Regions from separate parts of the Mus musculus genome. Here regions 1, 2, 4, 5, 6 and 7 are each linked to region 3. A link is a contact called in public Hi-C, HiChIP or PLAC-seq and promoter capture Hi-C data. All regions are on one chromosome and are shown on one strand. The core of a region is the stretch at or near the end of the contact, and the rest is flanking DNA. Distances in the headings are between cores, read along the strand shown. Region 1 overlaps Adk (adenosine kinase). Region 2 overlaps Adk (adenosine kinase). Region 3 holds the start of Comtd1 (catechol-O-methyltransferase domain containing 1). Region 4 overlaps Lrmda (leucine rich melanocyte differentiation associated). Region 5 overlaps Lrmda (leucine rich melanocyte differentiation associated). Region 6 holds the start of Vcl (vinculin). Region 7 overlaps Adk (adenosine kinase).

Evidence for each region. Promoter capture Hi-C pulls out the DNA fragments that hold promoters and counts their contacts. A called contact is a pair of places that touch in the nucleus more often than the background predicts. HiChIP or PLAC-seq counts read pairs in DNA pulled down with a chosen protein or histone mark.
Region 1: a contact with region 3 is called in a promoter capture Hi-C map of the 3T3-L1 cell line, with 4 times the contacts expected there. The contact joins the enhancer-like site here to the promoter of Comtd1 in region 3. A contact is called at or near these places in 7 of 39 promoter capture datasets (the 3T3-L1 cell line, the SN4741 cell line, cranial neural crest and 4 more), 1 of 15 datasets of contacts at CTCF or cohesin (embryonic stem cells), 5 of 484 Hi-C or Micro-C datasets (the Ba/F3 cell line, the G1E-ER4 cell line, embryonic stem cells and 1 more), 10 of 115 datasets of contacts at active chromatin or transcription factors (astrocytes, craniofacial prominence, embryonic forebrain and 5 more) and 3 of 9 other capture datasets (embryonic stem cells, embryonic trunk and liver).
Region 2: an H3K27ac HiChIP or PLAC-seq map of trophoblast stem cells shows a contact between it and region 3, with 6 times the contacts expected there. The contact joins the enhancer-like site here to the promoter of Comtd1 in region 3. A contact is called at or near these places in 7 of 39 promoter capture datasets (cranial neural crest, embryonic stem cells, pre-B cells and 1 more), 1 of 15 datasets of contacts at CTCF or cohesin (embryonic stem cells), 4 of 484 Hi-C or Micro-C datasets (the G1E-ER4 cell line, bone marrow-derived macrophages and embryonic stem cells), 12 of 115 datasets of contacts at active chromatin or transcription factors (astrocytes, bone marrow-derived macrophages, embryonic basal ganglia and 7 more) and 2 of 9 other capture datasets (embryonic stem cells and liver).
Region 4: a Hi-C map of uterus shows a contact between it and region 3, with 3 times the contacts expected there. The contact joins the enhancer-like site here to the promoter of Comtd1 in region 3. A contact is called at or near these places in 6 of 39 promoter capture datasets (the 3T3-L1 cell line, the HPC-7 cell line, hippocampal neurons and 1 more), 4 of 484 Hi-C or Micro-C datasets (embryonic limb bud, nephron progenitors and uterus), 3 of 115 datasets of contacts at active chromatin or transcription factors (astrocytes, embryonic forebrain and embryonic stem cells) and 3 of 9 other capture datasets (adipose tissue, embryonic stem cells and embryonic trunk).
Region 5: a promoter capture Hi-C map of the HPC-7 cell line shows a contact between it and region 3, with 16 times the contacts expected there. The contact joins the enhancer-like site here to the promoter of Comtd1 in region 3. A contact is called at or near these places in 7 of 39 promoter capture datasets (the 3T3-L1 cell line, 3T3-L1-derived adipocytes, the C10 cell line and 4 more), 1 of 484 Hi-C or Micro-C datasets (nephron progenitors), 2 of 115 datasets of contacts at active chromatin or transcription factors (acute myeloid leukemia and astrocytes) and 3 of 9 other capture datasets (adipose tissue, embryonic stem cells and embryonic trunk).
Region 6: a promoter capture Hi-C map of pre-B cells shows a contact between it and region 3, with 8 times the contacts expected there. The contact joins the promoter of Vcl here to the promoter of Comtd1 in region 3. A contact is called at or near these places in 2 of 39 promoter capture datasets (hippocampal neurons and pre-B cells), 1 of 484 Hi-C or Micro-C datasets (embryonic stem cells), 2 of 115 datasets of contacts at active chromatin or transcription factors (astrocytes and pancreatic cancer cells) and 1 of 9 other capture datasets (adipose tissue).
Region 7: a promoter capture Hi-C map of pre-B cells shows a contact between it and region 3. The contact joins the enhancer-like site here to the promoter of Comtd1 in region 3. A contact is called at or near these places in 7 of 39 promoter capture datasets (the C10 cell line, HPC-7-derived erythroid cells, cranial neural crest and 4 more) and 4 of 115 datasets of contacts at active chromatin or transcription factors (T-cell acute lymphoblastic leukemia, acute myeloid leukemia, bone marrow-derived macrophages and 1 more).

Annotation. Positions count from the first base shown.
Region 1 is chr14:21,064,532-21,067,231 of GRCm38.p6, forward strand. All of the region lies in intron 1 of Adk (adenosine kinase), which reads left to right. Among named protein-coding and RNA genes, the nearest start is that of Adk, 13 kb to the left of the region's middle. Within about 2 kb of position 1,285, at least 52 of the 459 cell types and tissues checked have an H3K27ac peak or open chromatin away from gene starts, as enhancers often do. A contact at or near this core is called in the G1E-ER4 cell line and hippocampal neurons, where this site is marked.
Region 2 is chr14:21,089,331-21,092,030 of GRCm38.p6, forward strand. All of the region lies in intron 1 of Adk (adenosine kinase), which reads left to right. Among named protein-coding and RNA genes, the nearest start is that of Adk, 38 kb to the left of the region's middle. Within about 2 kb of position 1,256, at least 60 of the 459 cell types and tissues checked have an H3K27ac peak or open chromatin away from gene starts, as enhancers often do. A contact at or near this core is called in the G1E-ER4 cell line, bone marrow-derived macrophages and trophoblast stem cells, where this site is marked.
Region 3 is chr14:21,847,602-21,850,301 of GRCm38.p6, forward strand. Comtd1 (catechol-O-methyltransferase domain containing 1) reads right to left here and starts at 1,309. Exons shown (of 7, transcript NM_026965.2): 1 at 1,178-1,309; 2 at 940-1,067; 3 at 609-714; 4 at 401-519; 5 at 272-326; 6 at 13-146. The coding sequence starts at 1,271. It overlaps A430057M04Rik (RIKEN cDNA A430057M04 gene), which reads left to right. Exons shown (of 3, transcript NM_176925.3): 1 at 1-1,478; 2 at 2,033-2,136. The coding sequence starts at 1,270.
Region 4 is chr14:22,586,542-22,589,241 of GRCm38.p6, forward strand. All of the region lies in intron 4 of Lrmda (leucine rich melanocyte differentiation associated), which reads left to right. Among named protein-coding and RNA genes, the nearest start is that of 4930405A10Rik, 45 kb to the left of the region's middle. Within about 2 kb of position 1,375, at least 56 of the 459 cell types and tissues checked have an H3K27ac peak or open chromatin away from gene starts, as enhancers often do. A contact at or near this core is called in uterus, where this site is marked.
Region 5 is chr14:22,782,478-22,785,177 of GRCm38.p6, forward strand. The region is part of intron 5 of Lrmda (leucine rich melanocyte differentiation associated); the gene reads left to right. All of the region lies in intron 1 of Gm30926 (a long non-coding RNA gene), which reads right to left. Among named protein-coding and RNA genes, the nearest start is that of Gm30926, 18 kb to the right of the region's middle. Within about 2 kb of position 1,349, at least 60 of the 459 cell types and tissues checked have an H3K27ac peak or open chromatin away from gene starts, as enhancers often do. A contact at or near this core is called in the HPC-7 cell line, adipose tissue, liver and 1 more, where this site is marked.
Region 6 is chr14:20,928,123-20,930,822 of GRCm38.p6, forward strand. It overlaps Vcl (vinculin), which reads left to right and starts at 1,276. Exons shown (of 21, transcript NM_009502.5): 1 at 1,276-1,566. The coding sequence starts at 1,399.
Region 7 is chr14:21,160,410-21,163,109 of GRCm38.p6, forward strand. The region is part of intron 3 of Adk (adenosine kinase); the gene reads left to right. Among named protein-coding and RNA genes, the nearest start is that of Adk, 110 kb to the left of the region's middle. Within about 2 kb of position 1,437, at least 4 of the 459 cell types and tissues checked have an H3K27ac peak or open chromatin away from gene starts, as enhancers often do.

The sequences.
Region 1 (2,700 bases), core at 35-2,534, 780 kb before region 3:
CACATTCTTGGCCTAGAGCCATGATTAAAGAAGTCTTAAGTCCTTTTAAAACAGTTTTCAAGATTGTTTTTCCTCAGCACAGCTGAGATCTTACCAATTTTAGTTCTTAGTATAGTTGAAGTTTAAGCTGTTATGTCATAAAGGTAAGGCAGCCTTCTACTTGTGACTAAGTCTCTGTTTTGACACACTCACAATGAACTGGTTAGTGTATTTTAGGTTTGGGATAGCATGTGAAGGCCCATTAAAGCATACATTAACAAACTCCACTTGGACTTGTCTGTTACTTAACCCTCTTGTAAATATATATATATATATATATATATATATATATATATATATATGTATATGTATATATATATAAATAAAATAATTGGACTGTTTAGATTTGAGCTGCTATTAAAGCACAGGTTTGTTATTACATCCAGTAAGTACTAAATGTTTAGAATTAAATAGTATTTTAAGTAACACAAAGGAAAGGATTTGTCTTTTTTTTTTTAATGGGTGGATAGGGGAATAGGTTTTCTAGATGATACAATGAATTGACTTTGGATGAGTTCATTCCTATGCTTGAATATCCTAAGGATTTCTTTTCTCTTTCCAATTAAATGAGAGAGCGAGAGCGAGAGAGAGAGAGAGAGAATGGGAGAGAGAGATTGATATTGTATGTGTGTGTACGCACACCATAGCATGCCTGTGGAGGTCCAAGGATAACTTGTGGGAATCAGTTCTCTCCTATTGTATGGGTCCTGGGATTGGGCTCCATCTGTTTTTTGTTTGTTTGTTTACTTGAGACAGGGTCTTTCCAGGTGGCTGAGGGTAGTTTTGAGCTCCTAGTGTGGCCCAGGTTGGCTTTGAATTTGCATGGATACTCCTTGCTCAGCCTCTCAGGTGCTGCATGTTGGGGTATACCACCACCCACCCTAGCTGAAGGATGCTTTGTAGAGAAGTAGATTTCTGTGCTCACAGACAAGGAGCTGTGCACCATCATTCCTTTCCCTGACGGTGCCACGTCCCTTCACACACATCTGACCCCTTTGACTATAGTTCTTTGTGAAGCTTGCCTGCATTCTGGAGAAGACTTGACGGCATCTTATAAATATCAAGTCGGATGTGGGCGTGTTTAACTGTTTCCTTGTTTGCCGTTATCTTGCCTTTTTAAACATTCTCCTTCAGATAAGAGTCCTTACTGTGTTTCTCTGGCTTGCCTGTAAGTTCTTAGGAGACCAGGCTGGCCTTGAATTTAGAGCCTTTTTAACACTGCCTCCCAAGTGCTGGGAAGAAGTTACATGCCTCTCTTTGGGCATTATGTTGCTTCTTTAAATTAGATTAATACAGATTCTTTCACACTTATTCCTCTAGGACTGCTTGGAAAGACTGGAGGGCATGGGATTTGGAGAAGGGTAGGGTAGGGAGAGGGCTGAGTGCAGATTCCTAGAGCAGTTGTAAGTGTTCCCGCCTACAGCTGGTATTTCCTGCAAACCTTGGCGTTGGTTGTGAAAGCAATCACAGTCCTTAGGATGAGCCAGATAAGCTTGGAAATGGTGATTCAGAGTTGCTTATAGGTTTATTGGAAACTCACCAGACATGTTTTAGACTCCAGATTGTCAGTGCTTGGTGAGGTACTTACAAAGATGGAGTCTGGTATTTGTTTCACACTGTTGTGAGAATTGAAGTCCAAAGAGGTTAATTTATTTCTCTAGGGAAAATGGCAGTTTAATAGTTACTAAATATCAGAGGTGAGATTTGGTCCCACAACTTTTAACTTCCCATTGTAATATACTCTGAAACAAATGAGGCATTGGTTTTCTTTGGATTTTGTTATAGATGAAAATAACATGTTTAAAGAAAATGATAATGACTTTCTGTTTACATTTTCTTATTGTTGCTTCTGACATCATCTAAGCTGCTCTTAGTTGAGGAATAAATCCAAACGTCAGGCATTCCTCCATGCAAGCCTGGTCTACAGAGTGAGTTCCAGGACAGCCAAGGCTACACAGAGAAACTGTCTGGAGCACCCCCCCCCCAAAAAAAAACCCCAAAACCAACCAACCAACCAAACAAACAAAAAAAGTTCATAGAGCCCATCTCACACTCAGGGCCTCTGACTCATCCTTCTTTGCTATGTATATTACAGTACAAAGCTACAAATTAGAAGCTCTTAAAGTGACTTCTATATGCAGTAGGTACACACACTATTTAAAGAGTGTGATTTGTAATCAGCTTTAAACTTTTGACTTTCCAGTTTTCTTTTACACATGAAGCTTAAACTATTTTACTGGTTTGTTTTTGTTTTACATTTAAATATGTGTACCGCTCTGTGCCACATTTCATGTTTGCTGAGGCCAAAGGACAACTTGCTAGAAATTGGTTCTCCTGCCTTCTGGGTCCTGGGGATTGAACCCAGTTATGATGCTCTGCACATGCCTTTATCTGCTGAATCATCTCAGATAAATATTCTCTGTGGCATACACTTAATGGTATGTTTCACCAATGGCTTAACTCACTGAGTTTGAGTTTTGAGCAGCTTGTATATTCTAATTGATAACTTGGAAAAGCCAATGTTGCTTGTGCTTTCTCGTTAAAATGTCCCAGGTAAGAGAATAAATTTTGATGAGTTTAAGTTTGTTTCAGATATTTTGTACTTTTCCTTGATTCTAATAATTTGAGTGTTATCTTTTTAGTATTATTAGCTGTCAGAAT
Region 2 (2,700 bases), core at 6-2,505, 760 kb before region 3:
ATCTACAGTCTCTCTCTCTCTCCCCCAAAAGTGATTTTTTTGATTTGTGGCCTTTGTTCCATTACTATAAAAACGTCCGGACATTCGCTTCCATGTTGGAACATGGAACTTGGTGGAGCCTAAATCCATGTTCCCGATATGCTCTCTCCAATTTGGCTCCAGAATAAACTTTTGAAGAACCAGTCTACCTCAATTTTAGGCTTAAAAATGATCTTATAGTAAAGCCAAACTAGGTTCATTTCTGTTTATGATTGAATCTCTGTTTCTCGAGAACTGTGTTATGTCCCACCCTGTAGCCTTAACTACAAAATGTTCTGAACTGCCTGTTCCAGGAATTGCAATCCTGCCTTTATTTTATTTTATTTTTATTTATTTATTTTAAGATTTATTTATTTTTTATATGTAAGTACACTGTAGTTGTCTTCGGACACACCAGAAGAGGGCGTCAGATCTTGTTATGGATGGTTGTGAGCCACCATGTGGTTGCTGGGTTTGAACTCTGGGACCTTTGGAAGAGCAGTCAGTGCTCTTAACTGCTGAGCCATCTCACCAGCCCCCATGCCTTTATTTTAAAAAGTTGTTTACACATCTTGCTTTTGAAACTTAACTTTGTTTCATAGGGTTATGTGGCCACCAATGACTACCTTGTTATGTTCACCTTGCAACCAAGTCTTTGCTTCAGGAAGAACTAACTTATGTTCTGCTCCTGTAACTCTGCCTATTTTGCCCACCAAACCCCTAATAAAACCCCCTAACCCTGAGCTGTATAAAAACCTTGTCTTCCTCACATCCAATGCTGCTCTCTTGCACCCCACCTTAGGGGGAGGCAGCTCATGTACACAAATAAAAAAGTGTGCTGTAATTAATTTGGCCATGACAATTCGAGTCAGTGGTCTTTCTCATCCTATCTGATTAACACCATCTCTTCTCCTCCTTGAGCTGAGACTTGGTTTTTATGAAAATGGCATCTCCCTACATACTTTGCTTTTGTTGGTGATTACATTAGTTATTTTTCTGTTGCTCATCTAAAACATCATGGCCACAAACAACTTATGGGACAAAGAGTTTATTCTGGCTTACAACTCCAGAGGGAGCGTACATACTGTTGGGGAGGCATGGCTGCAGGCTGCCAGAGCAGGAAGCTGAGAAATCACATCAGGGATTCTCAATTCAGCAATTCCCTCTAGGGAACTGAAGTAGGGTAAGGCTATAAATCCGCACTGCCTGCCCCAGTGGTGGACTTCTTCCTCAAGCTGCTGCCTCTTGAAGATTGCATAACTTCCTCAAACAGCACTATTGATTAGAAACCACAGCTTCAAATACTGGAGCCTAGGTGGGACATTTCAAACCACCACAGTTTTTCTCCACCATGTCTACCTGGCCCCATCCCTGCCTCCTGTTGACCACCGTCTCTATCCAGGACATTTTCATGTCTCAAGAGTCCTGTTCTCTTCATTTCCCCTTACACTGCCCTTTCAACCTCTTTCCTCTTTTATGGTCCCTCTTTTAGTTTTATGACTTATGCCACTACAATACATACACATATAAAAATGAAATTCTACAGTCTCTATGAGAGGGGAAAACATGCAGTATTTTCTTTTTGAATCTCAGTTACTTTGCATAATATAGTTTCCAGCTATATTCATCTTCCTGTAAATGTTATGATATACATAGTAAAACTTTAAATTTTTTTATTTATTTTATATGTATCGATGTTTTGCTTGCATGTATATCTGTGCACCACATTTATGAGTTACTCATGGTTGTGAGCCGCCATGTGGAGCTGGGAGTTGAACCCTGGTGCACTGGCAGAAGAGTTGTAACTGCTAAGCTATCTCTCCTATGCAATGGAATTTTATCTTTTTAAATGTTTTATGGCTTTTAAGAAATTGCAAAAGAAAAGAGTGACCCAGAACATGAGTCACTCGGTTGTTGCCAATGATGCATTTTGCATAACCATGCTGTTTTGCAAATCCAGGAAATCAATGTTAGTAGAGTACTCCAAATTTGACTATAGGATTTTTACCACCTTTTGTCTTTGCTTTTTTTCTTTTACATTTAGCTGGTAGTGATAACATAAAGTTTTCTCATGTCCAGGTTTGTCTGTCCCCACAGTTGGTACTATACTCAGTTCACTACAAAGAATCATTACTGTGCTGTCCTTTTTTGTCCATGCTGTCCCCTAAACTCAACCTTGGCATTTACCATTCTTTTTTGTAACTAGAATAGCGTTTTTATTCCTTAAGATGTTATTTGGATTAATGTTTGTCTTGGGGTTTCTGTCACTGTGATAAAATACTACAACCACAAATAACTTGGGGAGGAAAGGGTTTATTTCGTCTTACATGTCCTGATCACAGTCCCTCATTGAAGGAACTTGGTGTAGGAACTAATGAGATGCTATGGAGGGGTACAGCTTACTGACTTGCTCCTCGTGGCTTGCTCAGGTGCTTTCTTATAGCACCCAGGGCTACCAGCCCTGGTGGCACTGCCCACAGTGAGCTGGGCACTCCCACACAATCAGTCACTTAGACCATTTTAGATACGCGTCCTTCCCAAATGATTCCAGCTTCTATCAACTTGACATAAAAAGCATTGGTAATTTAATATTATGTCAAGAATAACAAGATCATTTCCCTCTCTTATTATGTTTCAGGTTTATTTCATTTGTCTTAAGAATCTCTTTTTCTATGTGTATGA
Region 3 (2,700 bases), core at 59-2,558:
GCTAGTCCTTACTCTGAGTACAGCGAGCACGCCTCCGGGACGTAGGAGCTGCAGACAGCGCTCGTAGTAGGCGGTACAGTTCTCTTTGTCCGCGTCCACCACGGCTATGTCGAAGGTTCCGGCCTCGCCCGCCGCTAGGAGCTCATCTTAACAGGGACAGAGGGCATGTGCCGCTGGCTGAGCTAGGGTCTCAGCGGGCTGCTCAGGGTCGCCAGTTTTGTTCCCCGGGGTTGGACAGTGCTGTCTGGGTCCCTCCCGCACTGGTGCTCACCCAATGTCTGCAGGGCGGGCTGCAGCCGAAGGTCGATCTTCTGCTCCACTTCTGCCTGCGGAAGGAGGCCGGTCAGGCCGGCACGCCCCCGAGCCGGAGCCCGAACGGCCGCAGGTGTGGGGCTCTCACCTGCTTCCACATGGGCCGTCCCAGCTTCGGGGGCTCTGCGTCAACCTCGCAGGTCACCACGCGGCCAGCCTCCGGAAGCGCCAAGGCTAGGGCCAGGGCCGAGTAGCCCGTGAAAGTACCTGTGGAAGGGGACACTGTCAAGCTCAGTTCAGGGTGCAGGGCTGCCCTGTGACCCTGGTTTCCAGAGACCATGGCTGCGTGTTCCTACCCAGATCCAGAGCTTTCTTGGCCTTAATGAGCCGCGCCAGGTTGGCCAGAAGCTGGGCCTGTTCACAGGTCATCATGGAATCCCCCTGCGGCTGCTCCAGGGTCAGCTGTGTGGGGAGAGGGAGGTGCCATTCATACCAGTCACCCCCCCCACCTCCCCCCTGAGGTTTTGAATCATTCAGGGGCTCGGTGGCGGGTGTGGCCTAGAGGGGACAGGTCTCAGGGAACCCGGAAGCCCAGAGAGGGTTTCTGCCTAGCTCAAGGTCACACAGCCACGTGAGGTCCACCACGCTGGAAGTGGGGAGCCGGTTCTCGGTCCCAGTCCTACTGACCAGTCGCAGGCTCCGCAGCGCCGGGTGCTCTCTCATGGAGCGGCTCAGCAGATACTGCCACAGGGGATTGTCCTCAGGTGGCAGCAGGCGCTCTTGCCGCCTGGACCCCCATGGAGGCCACCGTTTCCCTGCCGGGGAGAGGGTGCCGAGTCAGGGCCTGCATTTCTGACCGGGTTCTCCGGCTCTTCTCCGCGCCCTCCTCCCATTCCCCGGACTGCAGCAGCCCAGCCCAGCTCACCCAGCAAGAGACCAGTAGCGAAGGCGGCGCCCAGCGCGGCCGAGCCCAGGGCCAGTGCGGCTGGGATAGATAGCCGAGGGACGGGCTGAGCCATGGTGCAGGTTAGCAGCGGCGGCGGAGGTCACGTGTGCTGGAGTAGCGAGGATGGGACTGGGACCAGTAAGCCGACAGGGCTCCACCTTGTCCGGGCCCTGCCCACAGAGCCGCGTCCTCGGGCACCATCTGGTGACACATGGCCGTATTGCAAGGTCAGGCTGAGAACATCTCGCCACCCGGTGGCTGCATGCGGAACTGCGTCGGGGTATGGAGTCATCTCTGCACCAGGGCTCTTGTGAGCATGGGGAGAGGGGATAAAGTGAGTGTGGCTAATGGAGGAATCCAAAGAGACTCGGGAATGCTTGCTGGAGGGGTGCCCAAGTTAAAGGAACCAAGAACCTGGTTTAGAGTCACCTGGTTTCCAAGACAGTATCCTTAGTGGCTGGGATGCTGGGTGTAGCTTTTTTGTGTGACGGTCCGTCTTTCCGAGTCTGTTTCTTTTCTGTAAAGCAGGTATTACAGCCTTACTACGATAGGCACGGGATTCCTCGCATAGTAGGTGCTCAATAGTGGTACTTGCTGTTATGGTCATTGGCTAGAGAGGGTTCCTTGGGAAGCGGTAGCATCTTGGCAGGCAGCAGCTGAGTTCCCCTTGCAAGGCTATCTGCTAGACCGGTGTTCCCTAGACATTTATTGAATATCTACTATATGCTGAACTCTGGTGGAAGCAAAAGACTGTGGTAGTTTATGACTTGGAAACAACTGGACAGGTACAACTGGAATGCAGTTCAAGTGTTACTGTCCCTCTTTTTTCTACAGTGAAATCCTTTCTAGACTTCGCTCACAGGAGACTCTGCTGACCTGCCCTCAGGGACCTAGCAATTGCTTAAGGCATCACCTGCCCCGCCCCCCACGTACGACAGGTATGTGCCACAGATAAAAAGACCCCCACCCCACTCCAGTCCTTTGGCCCCCTTCCCCCCTCCCCTGGCTTCATTCCCATCTGTCTGTCTACATAGCCACTTGCCAGCCTCTAGTCCTCTTCTCCCAGTAAACCCCCTTTATACCAGAACTGTTGCACAGTGTAATTTCTCAGGGGTGCACCTTGCCTCGGGCCACCAAGAATACTGTCTTGCAGAGTTATATTTCACAACACTCACTGCACACAACACCCGATGGAGTTCCGGTTGAAAACACCCGCACAGTGTGCCTCACACACAGGCTTAGTAGGCTATTGGTGCTGTCTTTAAGAGCTGGAGTCCACAGGGCCTCAGAGGTGGTTGCCCTGGAAGTCTGTTTCTTAACAACACTGGCCAGGCCCGGAGACCCTCCGGAGGCAGGCAGACAGGTGCAGGATCAGTGAGAGAGCCCTAGACCTGGCCAACTGAAGCCAATGCTGCTAGAATCCCGGGCCTCGGAGGTGAGGGCAGGTCTCCAATCACAATCAGGGTAGACTGGCTTCTTGACCTATCAGCATCTGTGCAGGG
Region 4 (2,700 bases), core at 125-2,624, 740 kb after region 3:
GACGACTTAAAACAGGGATGGCTGTCTAGATCAGTGGTCCTGAGACAACTTGGAGTCAGCTCAGCCGCTATGATTCTTTTGGCAGCAGACCACGTTTTACTATGTGACCCCATGTTATACATTCCATCATTTGTGTTCCTCTCACTGCTATAGACATGTGTACATGGAGAGAAGGATTACCACTGAGCAAAAGCAGAGTCCTTGTCTCTTGAAGCTGAATGCAAACCTCAGTCATGGGAATGTGGCTACGTGACTATGCTGGGGTGTTTGGGATTACTCTCCCTTCGTAGGTATCCGATCCAGTAAGCCAGTAGCAACTATCATCCAGACTCAATCCAAGTCTGAGTTGTGGGTCAGTGTTTTTGCAGTAAGTTTGTTTCTCTAAGAGCAATCCTCGTGTATCCACCTTGGCAGTCCCCCAAGCATGTCCTCCCCGTCTCAGGTCTGTGTTGCTGGCAGGATGTGAGAGATGGGGCTGAGAAGGCTGTTTGTTTGTGTATTTATGACAATACTGCCTTGAGGGACAGGAATCAAGAGCCTGCACACAGCCCAAATCACATCTAGCCACAATTGCCTTTGAAAACCTATAAGTTATCCACACAGTGACTGGTAGATGCTCACACTTGGAGAAAAGGCAGCCACCAGGAACAATAGAGGTCTTAAATGTGTTCCTACTCCGTTACAAATTCACTACATCATCTTGTGAAATGCTGGACTGGTTCTCTAATGTGCTTAAATTTTTTATTCATTTTATTTTAATTGTTGACTTGAAAAGCACTCTTCCCTGTATTTGGAAGAGTGAGATGTGGCCATGGCATAGCTCAGCTCTGTGGTCTTTCCGCAGGCTTGATTTCTTCATCCTGGTTGGTGATTCATTTACCCCTGAGAAGTTTTAGGGTTTCACAATATGGCTTTTGAATCCAGAGTTCCTGTGGCATATGTGTTTAAACAAAGCAGAACAATGGCCTATCCCACGTTGGGTAAACTATTTTCCTGCCCCTTCATCCACAAAGTGTGAGGTCTACCTTCTCTCTGGCTGTCACGGAAATCATCATAGTGGAAGCTCTATGTAAATTTGTACGGCATTTTTGCTAGCAAATGACTTAAGCAATGAATGATACTTCTACAGTTTACTGTTTTTCACTTTAAGTGTGGTTTTGAACAATGCTTCATCTATTAATCATTTAAGCAATAGCATTCAGAAGCAGGAACCTGTGGTTCATTTAGTGCTGTTGAAAAAAAAAATTCCTATTGATTGGCATCCTCTGTGGTCATGTGATGTAATATTTATGTCACCCAGCCATACATCAAAACAAGTGTGTCTGCTGTTTTGTTTCCATGGGAGATGTTGACTTCAAAGTTTTCAGCTCAGGCTTAGTTCATGTGTGACTAACCACCAGACCTGGAATGGGAAATGACTAGGTTTGTGTATATTGTTCTCTCTGTTCCATCTTTCCTACCCTTTTCCCAGTGCCTAACCCTTTGGCTTCCTCATTTACCTTTGTGTACATAGTTGGACTTTCTTGGCATCCATCCCCACAGTAATACAGGCTCATTAAATTTCTCTGTGAACATGGGCGTACTACTGAGTGGTTGAGCAGAGCCCGGGGCCTGTTGTTGTAGGAGTATAACCATGCCTGGATTCCCTTAGCCATTTGTGTTTGCTCATGGCTGAGAAGTGAGCGGGGTCTGAACTCATTTGCATTTCGCTGTGTGGATAAGGCACTGCTGTTGCATGAATATGAACTTGGGCCTCTTGCAGATTTTGATACCATACAAAATGCATATAGAAAGTCAGGGGTGGAAACCTGGGTGCTCAGAATAGTTTCTCTCTCTCTCTCTCTCTCTCTCTCTCTCTCTTTCTTAAAGATTTATTTACTTATTTATTTTTATGAGTATACTGTAACTGTCTTCAGACACACCAGAAGAGGGCATCAGATCCCATTACAGATGATTGTGAGCCAACATGTTGTTGCTGGGAATTGAACTCAGGACCTCTGGAAGAACAGTCAGTGCTCTTAAACGCTGAGTCATCTCTCCACCCCCTTCCTATTTTTTTTTTTTTCTTCTGGCAGTTTTTTTTTTTTTTTAAGAGAGAGAGAGAGACTAAGAGATAGACTGATTTGCTGATAGGCAGAGAAAGGAGAAAGGAGAGAGAGAGAGAGAGAGAGAGAGAGAGAGAGAGAGAGAGAGAGAGAGAGAGAGAGAGACATGACTAGATAATAAGGTGGTGAAATTCCAAGATGGCTGATTTCTTCCTTATACTCCTGACCTGAGAGAAAAGCCTAGGAGCTTAAAAGAAAGATTTTTTTTTTTTTTAAATCTCACCACCAGGGAACTCAGCCTATGGACAAGTTCAAGGCCACGCCAGGACCTGTTTACCCCAAAGATACTGACCTATTTGCCTCCTTGCCTTTGTTCAAACTAAGGAACTCTAAACTTGGGGAAGAAAGACTCCTCTCACAGACCCTTAACGCTTCAGTCCTGGAGGAGATCTGAGTTTAGCTTTCCCCGTTGCCTCTGCAAAGCAGGGCATCTCTTTCTTCATGTGCCTGCCTTCTGTGTGTTTCCTCACCCCATAAAAGCCTTTCTTTGACCGCTGATTCTGTCTGCTCCTGTTCTATGTTCAGGATTTCTCCACTGCATCCTGCCTCACTCCAGATATTTCTTGTTTTCTCCTTCTTCATCTGGCAGAGAAAA
Region 5 (2,700 bases), core at 99-2,598, 930 kb after region 3:
GTTGGACGAGGAATTATTATAGGGCCCTCTGCTGGCCTGATTTTCCAAGCAGATCTGGTTCATGGGCATCACAGCTCTGTGGGGAAGCTATGTCCGTCTGCCTTACCTGACAAAGCCTCTGAGTGCTGCTTACACTGCTGGACATGTGCCAAGTGGTGTACCACCTCAGAGAGAGAGGGAGGGAGAGGGGGGAGAGAGGGGGAAGAGAGGGAGAGAGAGAGAGAGAGGGAGAGAGAGAAGGAGAGAGAGAGAGAGAGAGAGAGAGAGGGGGAGAGAGAGAGAGAGAGAGAGAGAGAGAGAGAGAGAGAGAGCTGATTTGGGGTTGGGACAGGTGTGGGTCAGTGATAAACAGGTCTTTGCCCATGATTTTGTCTCTCCCTATGATACTGAACCCATCACTAGCAAAGAAATTTAATGCAATGATTTCTCCAAAAGCCATCGAACCCCATTGTAGCCCTGCCTGAACATATAAATATACCCTTCCTGAGGACATATTTGCATTTTTGGGTGAAAGAAATCCATATATATGGCAAAGATGTCTCTGTAATTATAGAAAGTTTATTTCTGTCCCCAGATGTCAGCAATCAAATTCCCCATAAATATATTTTGTGTAAATCTGTCGGCAGCTGGTCTCCATTCAGTTTTCTGGAGATATTAGCCTGTCTTTGAGTTTATGACAAAGTTAAAAATTATTCATTAAACTGACCTGCAGTATATTCAGTAACTGGAAAATTGCCTTGCCGTTCTATTTGGTTTGTAGATGTGATCACAAGTAAATTTTTAACTTAATTAATTGGCCGTTTCTGTTGACAAGAAATTTATGTGGTAATAATTTGCTCGAAATAGATGCCGACTGTAGGAAATGAGATATCCATCATGGGCTTGTGTTCCAGCAGCTGCACAGTGGCTATTATGAAAGTATTTCAGCCTGCGTCGACCCCAGTGTTTGTGCAGTCAAGATTATATATACCCACGATCCATGGCCTGCCAGAGAGGCGCTGGTGGAGGTCTATGATAACAAAGACTCCGTGATTTATGGCTTGCTGTGAAAGCAGAGCTTGATGAGATTAAACAATTTCATAGCACAAGTGTTTCTCAAGACCTGATTTGTAGTTGCAAGCTGATGGTAAATCACATTTATATATCTGCAAGCGTGCTCAGCAGAGGACTGCAATTACAGTTTAAGACAGCTACTTTTTATTTAATTTTTATCCTGGTTTTGTCTCTTTTATATCCCCCTTCGTCTGCAAACCGTTCACCTTCACAAGTCCTTTCGTGGTTAGGAGGCCAAAGATTGAAGTCAGTGATCTTCTTCTTGTCCTCTTGCCAGCTGGGAGGGAGGGGGGGTGGAGTTCTCAGAGCAGTGCGGACTGGCTCAAACTGGCTTTGACTGGTGTGAGCTCTTTGTTCTATTCTGTGTCCTGTTTGCCTTCCTCAGGGTGTATAGCAGACACTTGTGCTACTTGGCACACAGATGGAGGCCAGAAGCCGTCCTCATCCTGGTTGGGAGGGCATCATCTTGTACATGATGTCTGGGAAAGATGGGGATTGCTTTCATTTTGGAAGTCAGAGTGCAGTGTAGTAGGGGAATGAGGAAGCTCACAGCTGGCTCCCCTTGAATGTGACATTGGAACTGTGCTTTTCATGCAGACCCCTGAGGACTAAACTCTGGAACCAGTCCACTTAGTCACTTAGTGATCTAAAAAAAATGATCTACTGTGGCCTCATCTCTGTGCTAAGTAAGCAATAGGACAAACATCTCTGCCTTCCTCACAATACATGGGTGTGTGTGTGTGTGGCTAATAATAATAATGACAATGATAATAACATAGTCTTAAATGGTTGGTGCTTACATTACTGGAGGTTGGAAGGGAAGAAAACAGCATCACTCCTAGCTGAGGAGGCAGAGAGAATGAACAAGGCAGGGACTTACAAAGTAGATTGTAATTTAAGTAGTGGGAAGAGAGTTCTGGACATTGCAATGGTTTGTATAGTCGAAGACGTGGGCTCAACTATGATAATTGTATCACTGGATAATTGTAACAACGGTATAATAATAGCAGTACACATTTCCAGTACATCATCTTACTTACTCTTGGAAACCCAGACCTTGAACATTCTTGTGATCTTTGATTCTCGAATGTTTTGTTGTCTTTCACCATGGAATGGTGAAACGAGCAAGAAAGCATTGTGCCTCTAGGCCATCAGTCAAAGCTCGAAGAGCTCTGGCTGTTCACATGGGCCTGGTATAAACACAGTCACTGGGTAGAGGGACTCAGAGAAAGTCACAGGGACAGGAGGTGATGCGATGAAGAGGGCTGAGATGGGAGTGCACTTTGATGATGGAAAGAAAGAAATGCAGGAGAGACAGGGCAGGGGCAACTCCAAGCATTTCTACTCCTCACAGCATCCAAAAGAAGCAGCTTGATTTCACCTACCAGGACCTGTTTACAAATGGCTAACATTCAAACAGTAAGTCTGTGCTCTTTTAAGACACAGAAGCCATGGCAGTGTGTACAGAAAACCTATACAAGAGCTAGCACATTTTACTGGGCTCCACATTGAGTCTGTAACTGATTTTAGTAGGATAGTGAAGGAGGTGTTTTTGATTTCTGTATTTTCCCAATTCTGTACTAGTTGCAAGGCTGGTAGTATTTCTGCCTATTTTGCTCACAAACCTCTAGTGCCTAGGACAAAACA
Region 6 (2,700 bases), core at 26-2,525, 920 kb before region 3:
AACATTTTTCTTTGACTTGAGGATCTTTCATTTGAAGGCATTAATGAATGTGTTTCCTCTCAGAATGAGGAAGCTTGGGCAAGAGAACTTGAGGTTAGGAAAACATGCAGATGTCTTAAATGTGGTGAGGGGATTGGGCAATTTGGCCCTACTTACAGACTTGTTAAAAAGTATCCACTTTTGAATTTTCATTTCACTTTTTTTTTTTTTTTGAGATGGGGGTCTTGTCATGTTGCTCAGACTGGCTTGGAACTCCTTCCTCAAATGATCCTCCTAACCCTGCCTCTGGAGTGCTGTTGTAACTACAAATAGATGCTCATCACAACCACAAAAGGACTACCCCTCCAGGATGGCCTCAAACTTTCTTTGTAGTGGAGTATGACCTTGAACCCCTGATCCACTTCCCTAGTGCTGCTGGTATACGGGCCCACTCTATCAAGGCTGATTTTGCGTAGTGCTGGGAATCAAACCTAGGGCTTCTTACATTCTAGGCAAACATTTTAGCAACGGAACCAGACCTAAGTAGATTTGCAAAAATGGGATACCAGTCGCTAAAACAGAAGGTGGCAGACAGACTTCTACTCACCAAAAGCGAAAGATTAGCAGGTAAATTTCATTAAGTCTCTAGTTCTACGGAAACGTTCCTATTTATTTAGAAAACACGTATTTGCAAGTGAACGTGTACACGGAGGTCTAGAAAGTGCCACACCAAACTTAACTGTGACTATCCGAGGGCAGATAGTACAAATCAATGGGTACTCATGTTTCTCGGTGTGTTTTTGTTGTCTGGATCTTTTTACTTCCTCGTGAATTACTGGGAGGTGACGGAACAGTGTTCTGACTGCGTCCGGTGACGGTAAAGGGGAGCACCCTGCGGGGAGACCGGGGGAAGCCGAGGTCCCCTCTCTCTGGCGCTGCCTGAGGTGAGGATATCCCGCCCTACTGAGGTGATCCTGCGGAGGGGCGGAGCTCCGCCACTCTGAGGCGGGAGGCGGCTCCTGGGGGCGGGGCCAGTCCAGTGCAGTCGCTCGCTCCGCTCCCACTATGCCCTTATAAGGAGCGCCCCGCGAGAGGGTTCGGGAATCCGGTCGCAATCCCTGCGGCGCAGCCCCAATCCCAGGCCCCTCCCTTGGGAATGGGGGCGGGGCGGGACCTTAGCGGCTCTGCCTTGGGGGCGGAGCTTATCGAAGTAAGACCAATAGGAGCCACAGTCCGGCTCTGAGTTGCGTTACCATTGGGCGCGGCGACGTGAGAGGGCGGGGCGCCTGTGGGGCTAGTTACGCCGAGGGAAGCCCGGACTCTAGTCGCCGCTCCGAGTCAGTCACTCGCCGCCGGCTCCCGGCCCTACGGATCCCAGTTTTCTGTTGCCCGCGGTACGCCGCCCCGCTAGCCGCCGCGATGCCGGTGTTTCACACGCGTACGATCGAGAGCATCCTGGAGCCGGTGGCGCAGCAGATCTCGCACCTGGTGATTATGCACGAGGAGGGCGAGGTGGACGGCAAAGCCATTCCTGACCTCACCGCGCCCGTAGCCGCCGTGCAGGCGGCCGTCAGCAACCTCGTCCGGGTGAGCGCGCCGGGCCTGGGACGGGAGCGCGGGCGGGAGAAGTCCCCAGGGTCCCGGTCCGCCTCGCTGCTTGCATTCGCAGGCGCTTGGAGCGTCGGGTGGACTCCAGGGCAGGTGCCGTGGTTTCGAATGCCGATTTCTCTGGGCTGTGACCTTGAGCAAGCCACTGAGCCTGTCGGGGACCTCAGTTTCCTCATCTATAAAATGGGACACTTGTGTGAGAAATCCTGCCTTGGGGCTGTGCTGTGAAGAGTCAGCGAGCTTTTAGTTGTGAAGTGCCTAGGGTGTGTGTGCCCGTAGTAGGCGCCCAAGAAATGGTCGTTAGGTTGTCTCACGGTCCCTCCCCTGGGCAGGCTCGCGTCACTTGCGTTGAGTACCTTGCTCTTAGCTCCTTTTTAGGCCTCTCCTCTCCAACCTGTGGGTGGTTTCTCTTATGGTCTCCCTGCCCTAACTTCCAAGGATTCTTATTTGCACCGGGCTGCTCGCCTTTCTAATACTTCTGTCCCCTGAGACCCACCTGCCCAACCCTCCCCTGGGATCCTGGTGTCTGTCGCTTCTACCCAACTGCTTGGCTTCTTCCTCTCTCTGTCGCCGCCTCCTTTCCTTCGGGGCATTTTGCTCACACCTCCGGGGACTCTTAGCACCTTTAGACAGTAATTCATAACCAGGAGCCCTGCTTGCCCTCTGCCTGACCCCATGGCCGTCATTTTATTCCTTCCATGAAGCTGTCTATCCATCTTTACTGCTGTCAAATGGCTTTCTTTCACTGGGGCCTTTCCAGATTTGGGGGGCCTCCTCCTCTGCCCCTCCTTCTGGCAGGAAGCAAGATGGAGCTGCTGTGAGAGGCCTGTGGAATCTGGGATCTGCAGCCCCTGCCTGAGGGGAAGGCTAGGGCGTTCTTTGCCAGTCCACACTTTTCTGCCTGCCCCTAGCTATTTATCGATCTTTGTAGCCCACTTCTGAAATGGGAAAAGAGATAGAGAGACTAGTCTCGTAACTGTACCCTGGCTAATGTCACACTTGCTCCAGGCTGGGTGTGACTCAGACTGCTGTTCCCTGTGAAGAACAACTCAGGAAAAAGTTCATACTGCTTTCCGAACCAAGCTGTGTAAATGGTGTGTCAGGGTAGTTGAT
Region 7 (2,700 bases), core at 187-2,686, 690 kb before region 3:
TGCCATCCCATCCTTGACCTCTACTAAGTCTCAGATGTATTTTCATTGTCTAGATGTAACCCATGTTGATATATGTTGTCCCCTTCCCCCAGAGAGAAATGGTGACCTAGTTTAATCTTTGATTTATTGAGATGGTCAAATCTTCAACCCTGCCCCCTTCCACCAACCTCATAGAGAAAAGGGAGAACAGTATTGCAGGAGGCGCAGACTGAAGGGTCCACAGTCACTTATGGTTCGGGCGTCCTCTCTGGCTGCTTTCCTCTTCTTGCCCATTGTGGTTTGCATCCCCTTTCCTTGCTTGTTTGCATGCTTGCTTGCTTGCTTGCTTGTTTGTTTGCTTGTTTTGTTTTTTTGTGAGGTACCACCCAAGACAACCATTTGTTTTTGAGGTTAATTTTTTTAGCCTCCTTAGCTTGCCATTCATTTTCGGAATTCAAGAGATGTGTTGCTGGACACGGCTATGTGAGGTTTGGTAAATGTCAGGTCACTTCTTTCCAGCTTCCAGTTACCAGCTACTGATGAGTGCAGGTGTGAAAGAGCGCTGCCTGTTCCTGCAGTCGTACTAACTTCTGTAGAGCTATACTAATACCTCTTTGGTGCTATTATTTATATGACTTCATATTTATGTGGCTTCTCTAGTTGTTGTCAGCAGGAATGTTGGCTGTGACACATTATTAGTTACTTGGAATCGGAAGTTCAGTATGATGTGTTTTGATGGGGATTTAGATGTCTGCCTGAGTGTTTCTGATGAGTGATTTGTTTTTAGAGTTTGACAGAGAAACAGGATTAGCTCCTCAACCGTTTTCCATATCCAGTGCATGTATTTCTAGAACTCGTCTCTGATCGGAGAAACCCTGGCCCACTTAAATCACAGGCTTTGATAAAGACAAGAGGAGAAAGGAAACCAATAAAGCAAGCCAAGAAGAGCGTGTAATTTGTGTTTTGGGGGTGCCCATGGATAGGATGTCGTGTGTGCTTACCCGGAGTCGCCACATGTCATTCTGAGGATCACTTTCCTACAGTCTTTTCCTTTTACTTGCATGGCTTAAAAAGTAAATGTCAAACAATTTATTGTTTAACGAAAATTGTAAATGTGTTTAGTGGAATTTAGTTATATGTTTTTATGATAGGTTCAAACCTAATGCACGTGTCATTTATGTAAATTTAGGAGTAATCATTTTAATCATCTATACTTAGTACTTTTCCACAGTATATTTGATTATCTAACATGCTAAAAATCCCTCCATCTCCAGAGTTATAAATGGGAGTAATTAAACCTTAAAAAACTTTACACTTGAGTAGAGTAACGGCTTATCTAAGCAGCACGTGCTTAAAACCAACTTTTTATCAAAGAAAATAACATGAGAAGGTAGAGAAATGCCTCTAATTACAGTCCGCATGAACTAACAGCCTAACTTTAACTTTGAACGACTGTTACTTTTTCCATCTTTTTCAAATATCCTTAAATATAAGCACATGTGGGAATGCTCTTTGGCTTTTATCAGACTGACATTGCAGTGATTTTTTTTTTTTTAACCTCACTTGAACATTTGTGGTAAAAGATTTCAAAGCTTTGAATCTTAAAATTTGCTTATGGATTCCCTCCCCCGTGTTATTCTATTAACATTTGGTCTTAATAAGTATAACCTGTTCGGAATTACTGCTGTTTTACATTTATTATTTGTTTAGATGAGAAAGAGGAAAGAAAATTGAAAATTCTGCTTGGCAGTTAAGAGTGCTTTCTCATGGAAACTAATGTCTTTGAGTTCCCCGTGAAGATTTTAATTGTCTTACCCCTCCTCAGAGGCTTAAACTTCCTGAATTGTTTTCAAATTACTGATATCTGCTCCTATACTGAGATAGTTTATACAACGTGAGGTCGTCTCTCTTCAGACGGATGTTGAGTGTGCCCACATCTCCCTTCTTTGCACACCAGAACTTTTCTTCCCTGCTTCCGTATAGTACAGCGACTTTAGTTTCATTGACAATGGAAAGCACTTGCCCTCAGATGGAAGTAAACTTGTATGGCCTGGCTCTCTGTGCTTTCCTGTTCATAATTCTTATTTCCCCATAGAGAATAATTGGAGATGTATTATAGGTTATAATCATGGTATCCTTCATTTTAAGTAGAAGTTGCTTCATGTCACACCAGTAAGAAATTTACTAATTAAGAATCAACTAAAGCCAGGCATTGTGGCCCATGCCTTTAATCCTAGCATTCATGAGGCAGAGGCAGGTGGATCTCTGTGAGTTACAGGCCAACTGGAACTATATAGATGGCTTCTGTCTCAAAAAACACAAAACAACCAAACAAAAATTTAAAAAAAAATTTTTTTTTTACTGAATTTAAATTAAAATTTACTGGAAAACTCCAAAATGTTAGTTTCCTTGAGCCAGTATACTAGAGTGACGATTTTCTCTGCAGCTTTCTTCTGTTTTGTGACTCCAGTCCGTAGAAACCCCATCTCATTTGCTGTTTTAATGGATAACTTGACATTCAGTTGAATACAGTAGGGCATGGAAGCTGCATAGTGCTTATAAGGCCTGCTCGAGAACGATCTCATTCTAGTATTCTTAACTGCTTTTTAATGTAAACATTGGGAGTGTTTTAGAGACTAATAATGAAGGTAATAAAAGATGTCTGTCAAAAATTGACATGCTCACCTGTTAAATGAGTTACTCTGCTCCTGGCCCCAGAGT